Regions from separate parts of the Mus musculus genome. Here region 2 is linked to region 1. The links are chromatin contacts, called in public HiChIP or PLAC-seq maps. All regions are on one chromosome and are shown on one strand. Each heading gives the region's core, a stretch centred on a gene start, on an enhancer-like site or on the middle of the called end of the contact. The rest is flanking DNA. Distances are from core to core; before and after follow the strand shown. Region 1 overlaps Sox13 (SRY (sex determining region Y)-box 13). Region 2 has its middle 69 kb from the start of Sox13.

What was found. HiChIP or PLAC-seq counts read pairs in DNA pulled down with a chosen protein or histone mark.
Region 2: an HNF4G HiChIP or PLAC-seq map of pancreatic cancer cells shows a contact between it and region 1. The contact joins two enhancer-like sites. A contact is called at or near these places in 5 of 39 promoter capture datasets (cranial neural crest, embryonic stem cells, frontonasal cranial neural crest and 1 more), 1 of 15 datasets of contacts at CTCF or cohesin (embryonic stem cells), 21 of 484 Hi-C or Micro-C datasets (the AML12 cell line, cerebral cortex, cortical glia and 8 more), 21 of 115 datasets of contacts at active chromatin or transcription factors (cardiomyocytes, embryonic hindbrain, embryonic midbrain and 8 more) and 1 of 9 other capture datasets (adipose tissue).

What each region holds. Positions count from the first base shown.
Region 1 is chr1:133,398,962-133,402,273 of GRCm38.p6, forward strand. The region is part of intron 1 of Sox13 (SRY (sex determining region Y)-box 13); the gene reads right to left. Among named protein-coding and RNA genes, the nearest start is that of Sox13, 24 kb to the right of the region's middle. Within about 2 kb of position 1,635, at least 30 of the 459 cell types and tissues checked have an H3K27ac peak or open chromatin away from gene starts, as enhancers often do. A contact at or near this core is called in adipose tissue and pancreatic cancer cells, where this site is marked.
Region 2 is chr1:133,491,354-133,494,665 of GRCm38.p6, forward strand. No RefSeq gene overlaps it. Among named protein-coding and RNA genes, the nearest start is that of Sox13, 69 kb to the left of the region's middle. RefSeq lists an enhancer at 516-2,708. Within about 2 kb of position 1,773, at least 188 of the 459 cell types and tissues checked have an H3K27ac peak or open chromatin away from gene starts, as enhancers often do. A contact at or near this core is called in adipose tissue and pancreatic cancer cells, where this site is marked.

The sequences.
Region 1 (3,312 bases), core at 385-2,884:
CCATACGCACCCAATACCTTCAGGTCATACACAGGGTTATCTGATATCAGGAAATGGCATCTTGGGACTCCCTGCACTGCACAATGGGGATAAGAGAACCCAAGATGAAGAGGTAACCTATCAAATGTGCCTGTTTTACATTCTCAAGGTACCTTGAACTTGGTCTTCAAAGGACCAATCACAGCTGGTGATGCCTCAGAATGCCTGAGGATGTTTCTGGCTCTCCCCCATTGCCTGGGAACCTGACCCATGCACCTTACACTTATCACTGTAGCCCCAGGTCCTAGCACAGTGCCTGGAGCAAGGGAGACTGATGCTGCTCCCTGTACTTCCTCTGTGTGAAGGACACCAGCAGTAGCAGAGCGAGCTCATTCCTCCTTCTTTCTCCCCTGCTGGGACAAGCGCTTTCTTATAGACCTGATAGGAGCCTCCCTGAAGCCCCTTCTTCTCCAGGGGCTAAAGACCCTATCAATCTCCTTAATAACGCCTTCCTTGCAAAACGCATGCCATGCCTTCTCAGGGGATTTCCCTCTTTCCAGATTCCCCAAACCCAAAGCCCTCAGTGCACAGGAGACAACTATGGGATCCCCCAGTTCTACCCTATTCTGTAACCCCAAGTCCTAGCCAGGAGCCATCAATCAGATACCGCTCATCAGCACCCAGCTCAGTGGAAGTTCTCCTGTGTTATCTGTGGCCCTCCCTCCTGTCCAGCATCCCAGTTTTTAGATAAATGGAGATAGCGAGGCCTAGAGAAGTCAAGTGTGTGTGCTCCTTGGGATAGCCCTACTTCAGAACTACAGTCAGAGGCCTTCCACCAACAAGGAGGTTGAACAGTAAGCGCCTCCTCTACCTTCCTTCTCTCCTAGGAAGCCCACCTCGCAGGTCTCCCACTCCTTCCTCTTTAACTTTATCTCACTAAGCATCCTCAAAGGGTGCCATCCCTTCACAGGAGGGGGCTTCAGCCATCTTCTCCCTTGAGTTTCTGAACTGCTGCCTGGGACTTTGAATCCAGTGTCTGGATAAAGGGGTGGAGAAGCCCCTCCAAGGATGAGGAGGGGCAGAGTGCCACCTTTTTGCCCCCCCATTCTCCCCACAAGCCGGTTTCCCCACTCCAACTCCCACTCTCTGCCAACCCCCTTCTGCCCCAAACAAGCCACCAGCCACTTCCTTTTCTAATCACCCAGCCACAGACCCAGGTGAATGGGGATCAAAGAAAAGTCTTCACTCTCAGCCCTTCCTCCCTCCAGATGCACAGTTCCCGTTCCCTCCGCACAAGATGCAGAGAGAGGTTCAAGTTATCGTCGACTGACTGTGACTCAGACCCAGGGCACAGGAAGACATATGCAACAGGCAGGCAGACCCTCAGAGAGAGGGCCACTTGGGCACAGCAAACCTCCATGGCTGCCCTCCCCGCCCCCTGCTTGTCAAGAGTGGCTGGTGCCAAGGGCATCGTCAGGGAAAGAGATCCATGTAACATGGGTGGGGCAGGCCCTGGTCCCAAAGGGAATGTCACTTCCTCTGAAACCCCAGAGAGTTGAGAGCCTCGGGCTGCCCTGAACAATGGTCCCAAGGCGTGGGTGCCCAGAATGGTGCCCCGTGCCACATCCTGCCATTCTTCCCACAGGCCGCACCCTGCCACCCTTCCTGACTCCACCCGATCCTATCTCTGTGTTTACTCAGGGCTGGGAGCTGGGCAGGCTGCAGGCTGAGGGCAACCCTTTCCTGATGGTCCCCGTGCCCCTTGCAGCAGACCTATGGTGGATGAGGTCCAGCTGTGGCTGTTTTAAGTCTCTCAGCTGGCTATGAACAGACAATACTCCAGCCCCAGGACTGATGGATCCCACTGGCTGGCCAAGTGGTATCTATCCACATCGGCAGATGGAGGCTCAGTGAAACTCTAGCCCCTGCCCAGAGCCTGAGAAAGGTGGTGGCCACCCAGCAAGTGCCTCTAGCTCAGAACCCAACTCAGCACTGGGCTTTCTGAGGGATACAAGTCCCATAGAGTGGAGAGCAGTGGCCTGGAAGAGTCAGTACTTGAGGTGGTTCCCCCAACCGCCACATGGTCTTCCAGCAACAGAAAGGCGCCAAAGCATTGTCAATCAATACAAAGTTAGACCCAAGAGAGAGGTGCTGCTGGGGCTGATACTGTGATGCATCCGTCCCCAAGAGATCTTCTCTGAAGAGCTGACGGTATGTATCTTCAGGTGTGCGTCATTCCAACAGAACCAAGAATTTGACTGGGCCATTCTTGTCTCCCAGGAAGGGAAGAATTCTAGGCTGTTGCAGCAGGGACTGGTCAACCTTATCACAAGTTCACCAGGAACAGGCCTGGGTATTAGCCAAAGGAAGGAGAAACAAAATGTGAGCAGTCAAGCTGGAGAGATGGCTCAGAGGCTAAGAGCACTGACTATTCTTCCCAACGTCCTGAGTTCAATTCCCAGCAACCACATGGTCACTCACAACCATCTGTAATGGGTTCTAATGCCCTCTCTGGTGTGTCTGAAGACAGCAACAGTATATTCATATAAATATAAAATCTTTTTTTTAAAATGTGAGCAGTCACAGTATACCTTTACTTGGCCACAAGCACTACAGGATGCTGCAATCTCTTTCTTAAAAGAACACTACAGAAGCCAGAGTCTGGGACATCCTATCTGGCAAAGGAGGGATGTCTGAAGTCACTCATTAACACCAAGCCTACATCTTACATCCTCTGGTTGGTGCCCACTCATTCTCCCACTACCCCTATGTTTTAACCCAATAAAGACAAACTGACCACTATGTTCCAGGTTCACAAGGTCGGTCTTGATAAGTTCTGGGTAAGGAAAAGGTGATCAAAAGAAACCAAGGCTGGGGCTGGAAAGATGGCTTAGTGGTTAAGAGCACTGCTGCTCTTCCAAAGGACCTAGGTCCAATTCCCAGCACCCATATGGCAGCTCACAACTGTCTGTAACTCCAGTTCCAAAGGATCTGACACGCTAACACCAATGCACATAAAATGAAATAAGTCATGAAAGAACAAAAGAACAAAGGAAAGAAAGAGAGAGAGAGAGAGAGAGAGAGAGAGAGAGAAAGAAAGAAGCCAAGACACTTGGATGGTTAGTGACATGTACCTTTAATCCCAGCACTCAGGAAGCAGAGGCAGGGGGATCTCCATGAGTTCAAGGATAACCTGGTCAACAGAGCAAGTTCCTGGACAGCCAAGGCTGCTTAAACTCTCTTCAAGGAGGAGGAGGAAGAGGAGGAGGGGGGAGGGGAAAGGAACTTGGAGGGAAGACTATTTCTCAAAACCCCAGTTTCAATCAGACAGTA
Region 2 (3,312 bases), core at 523-3,022, 93 kb after region 1:
AGCAGAGGCACAGGTGTCGTCTGCCTCCCAGGCACTAACACATTGACAAAGCTGGACCTTCTGATGGCAGAGCTTCATGACAGCCTTTGGTTTCTTAGGTTTTTATCAGTCCCTTCCCTTTTGTCTTTTCTTTCTTTCCCTGGTTGTCCGAGAACGCAGTGTGTATGCCAGACTGCCTTGAACTCACAGAGATCCACTTGCCTCTGCCTCCCAAGTGCTGGGATTAAAGGTGTGGCCCACTACACCCTGTTATCAGCGCCTTTCTCCATAGTTTGGTTGCAAGTTGTCGTAGGAAGCTAGAGACCTCAAAGGGGTTGAGCCACATAGAAAATGACCTGAATATGACAATATCCATAGCAGTTAGGTAACGTGAGGCTGCATTAAAGCCCACAGTGAAGCCATACATAATGAATCCCAAGAGACTTGTGTCACTCTCTTCATTGGCAGAGTAGCCATGAGAAAGGAGCGCCTGGGTCAGAATTCCAGGTCAGAGTTTCTGACCACAGAGAGGCTAACACAGTGGGATGTGACTTGGGCAGTCTTGAGCAAAGTCTGGCTGGTCTAGGAGGGGCCAGTATCCTACAACCATGCTTTCCTAAGACTAGAGTTGACTTTGCTGACCCCTTAGGTTTGCTATGGTGTAGCTGGGAAGAGAGGTTGGGAGCTCACAAGGCTAAGGGACAGAAGGGAAGGAAGCTGTGGGTGGGGATCACCGACAGGAGGAGGCAGCAGAGTGGCAGGGTGGGACCCCTTTCTGCTGAAGAGCCAGCAACAGTGAGGCCAAGAATGCCAAGTGGGTCTCTTTAAGGGTTCACTACTTTAGGTAATTGGGTTTCCCAAGTTCTACTTGCCCAGCCCTAATCTCCCACTCTCCATTGTCTTCCACTCTCCGTGGCCCTGGGCAGTCGGAGGGCAGGCGGAAGTGCTGCAAGAGACCCTCTTGGCTTGCTGCCTGGGTCTTCTCCAGCACACACACACACACACACACACACACAAAGCACACAGCCCCGATGGGGCCAGTGCCTTGGGCTTGCAGTGCCTTGGAGCTGGTAGGGCTGGAACTGGGGGAGGAGGAGGGAAGGAAGGAGAGAATCAAACAGAAACCTTCTCATCTTTCTATCAGCAGCCATGCAAGGAATATTGTTCAGCATGGCACAAAAGCGGCACTGAAAATAGCTGCAGCCAGAGCGGGGCTGCCAACCACTGCCTGAGATAACGTCTACTTGGAGACACTGGTGTCTTTGTGGGGCTGTCAGTGTCCCTATTGTTCCCAGAGCCTATTGCCTGGGGAATATTGTTCCCAGCTTTTGTCTCCCTGGTTCACTTTTGTTTGCCTTTACTTACCGTTTCATTCCGCGCCCCTTTGTGCCTCCCATTCCCTCCTTTGTCTGCCCTCTCTAAGCTGCCTGGGGCTGTGGATTGGTGCCCAGGGAGACAATAGGCCCGGCCCCCTCCCAGCCTGCAACCCCACCCCAGCCCAGCTCCTTTCTGCCTCTGTCTCTCCCTAGGGCACCCGAGATGTTCCAAAGGCGAGGCCTCCAGGGAGGGTGGGGTCCAGGCAGCCCACCCCCTACTGGGAACAGAAAGAACCACTCATGGGATATTCGGTTCCAGGGAAAGTCTGAAATGCCTGGCGGGGGCCCTCTCCCAGGATCGCCTATTTTCTTTTTCAAACAAAATAGGTTTTCAGAGCAGCGAAAGGAATAGAGCTCCCCCGCGCTCTTCCTCAGCCCGCTTTCAAGCGCCCCTTTCTGGCGACCAGGGCGCTCGTTTTTCTTGTGCCAGTCGCCCTGATCAAAGCCACTTGTGTTTATTTGCACATTGGAATCCTCCGGCCTCCTGTGACCCGACCCCGCAAGGCGAGCCGTAGGGAAGGGGCCGGGTCCCCCCAGGGTCAGAGGAGCTGGACTGGACGTTGAGTTGGGGGTGGGCAAGAGCAGAATAGCCCCTGGGACGAAGGGGATTTAGTAGGCAGCGGGGGCCACTTTAAGCCTGCGGGAGGCACGGCAGGTGTCCAGCTACAGCCCTGAGACTCAGAGGTTCAGCTAGAAGAAGAAAGGCTGCAGGCTGTGCCCCTAAGTGTGGGACCCTGCGCTCTGGCCAATGCTTTAACAGGAGACCAGCCAGGACTAGAGCCAGCCCCGCAGCCGGAGGCGACTCCGCCCTTTCATTGTTCCTGTCCCAAGGACAATGGGCAAAGCCTCTGGAGAGTCTTTGTTTCAGGAGATGGAAATTGGGTAGGGGATTTCCGGAAAGTCTGACTGGAAGCTAAGCTTGGCTGCTCAGAGCTCGGGGAGGAAGGGGAACAGGAAGGGGAGGGTGCAGTCTGGGGTTAGGGGAAGCTACTAGGAGAGGCCCAGAGGACAGCCAGGTCCTCTCAAATCCCAGACTGCTTTTGATTCCTGCTTTGTCCTGTGCCTACCTCACTTCGCCAGCCATGACTGGCAGGATTCTTAGACTCCAGCAAAAAAGAAGCCCGAAGTACCCGTGCCTACTTTGAAGGCAGGGGTGGAGTGGAATCTGGGTTGTAACCTTGGTGGCCAGTAAGAGTCCCAGTCGAACCAGGGAGGGCATGGTGGCTGGACTCTCCCTTGGCACTTCCAGGAGAGCCGTATACAAAAGTTTATACAGGAAACCCTAAAGCAGGGGGACATGGGAAGGATACAGGGACACATCAGAGGTCTTAAGTCCATTTCTGGGCCCTTCATCAGCTTCCCCACCCCACAACTCAAAATGGTGTGTGTCTTCAGACATGTGGGTGTGACACCCCCTGCCCAATCTGGCCTGTGTGTGAAACTACTGGGCATATACCCTTTGTCCCCTGCCCACACATCAGTGAAACCGGAGTTCCTCAGGGACAGACCCATTGTCCATAGGGCTCACTACAGGTGACCAGTGCTAGGACTCCATAGTCCAGGAAATGAAGAGTTGAGTTAACTGACAATCACTCCTGCCAAGTCTTCAATGGCATTTCAAGTTTGACATAGTCAATGATTTTGATGTTTAGTGTTTTATCCATTTTACAGCTACTGATTTGATCTCTGGAAATAGCCACTGGCCAAGAAAATCAAAGCATCTAACTAGAACAAAGTTGAGAAGTGGGAAGTGAGCTGGTAGTGGAGGCCACAGCGGGTCGGAAGCTCTGTTGTAAGGCAACATCTGGGGTGGGGAGCATGGCTCAGAGGTGGAAAGTAGTCCAGTGTGCACAAAGCTCTGGGCTCGGTCCCCAGCAGCGAATAAACCCTGGAAGCACACATCTATCATCCCAACACTTGGGAGGTAGAAGGAGGAGCATTAGGAGTTAAAGGTCAT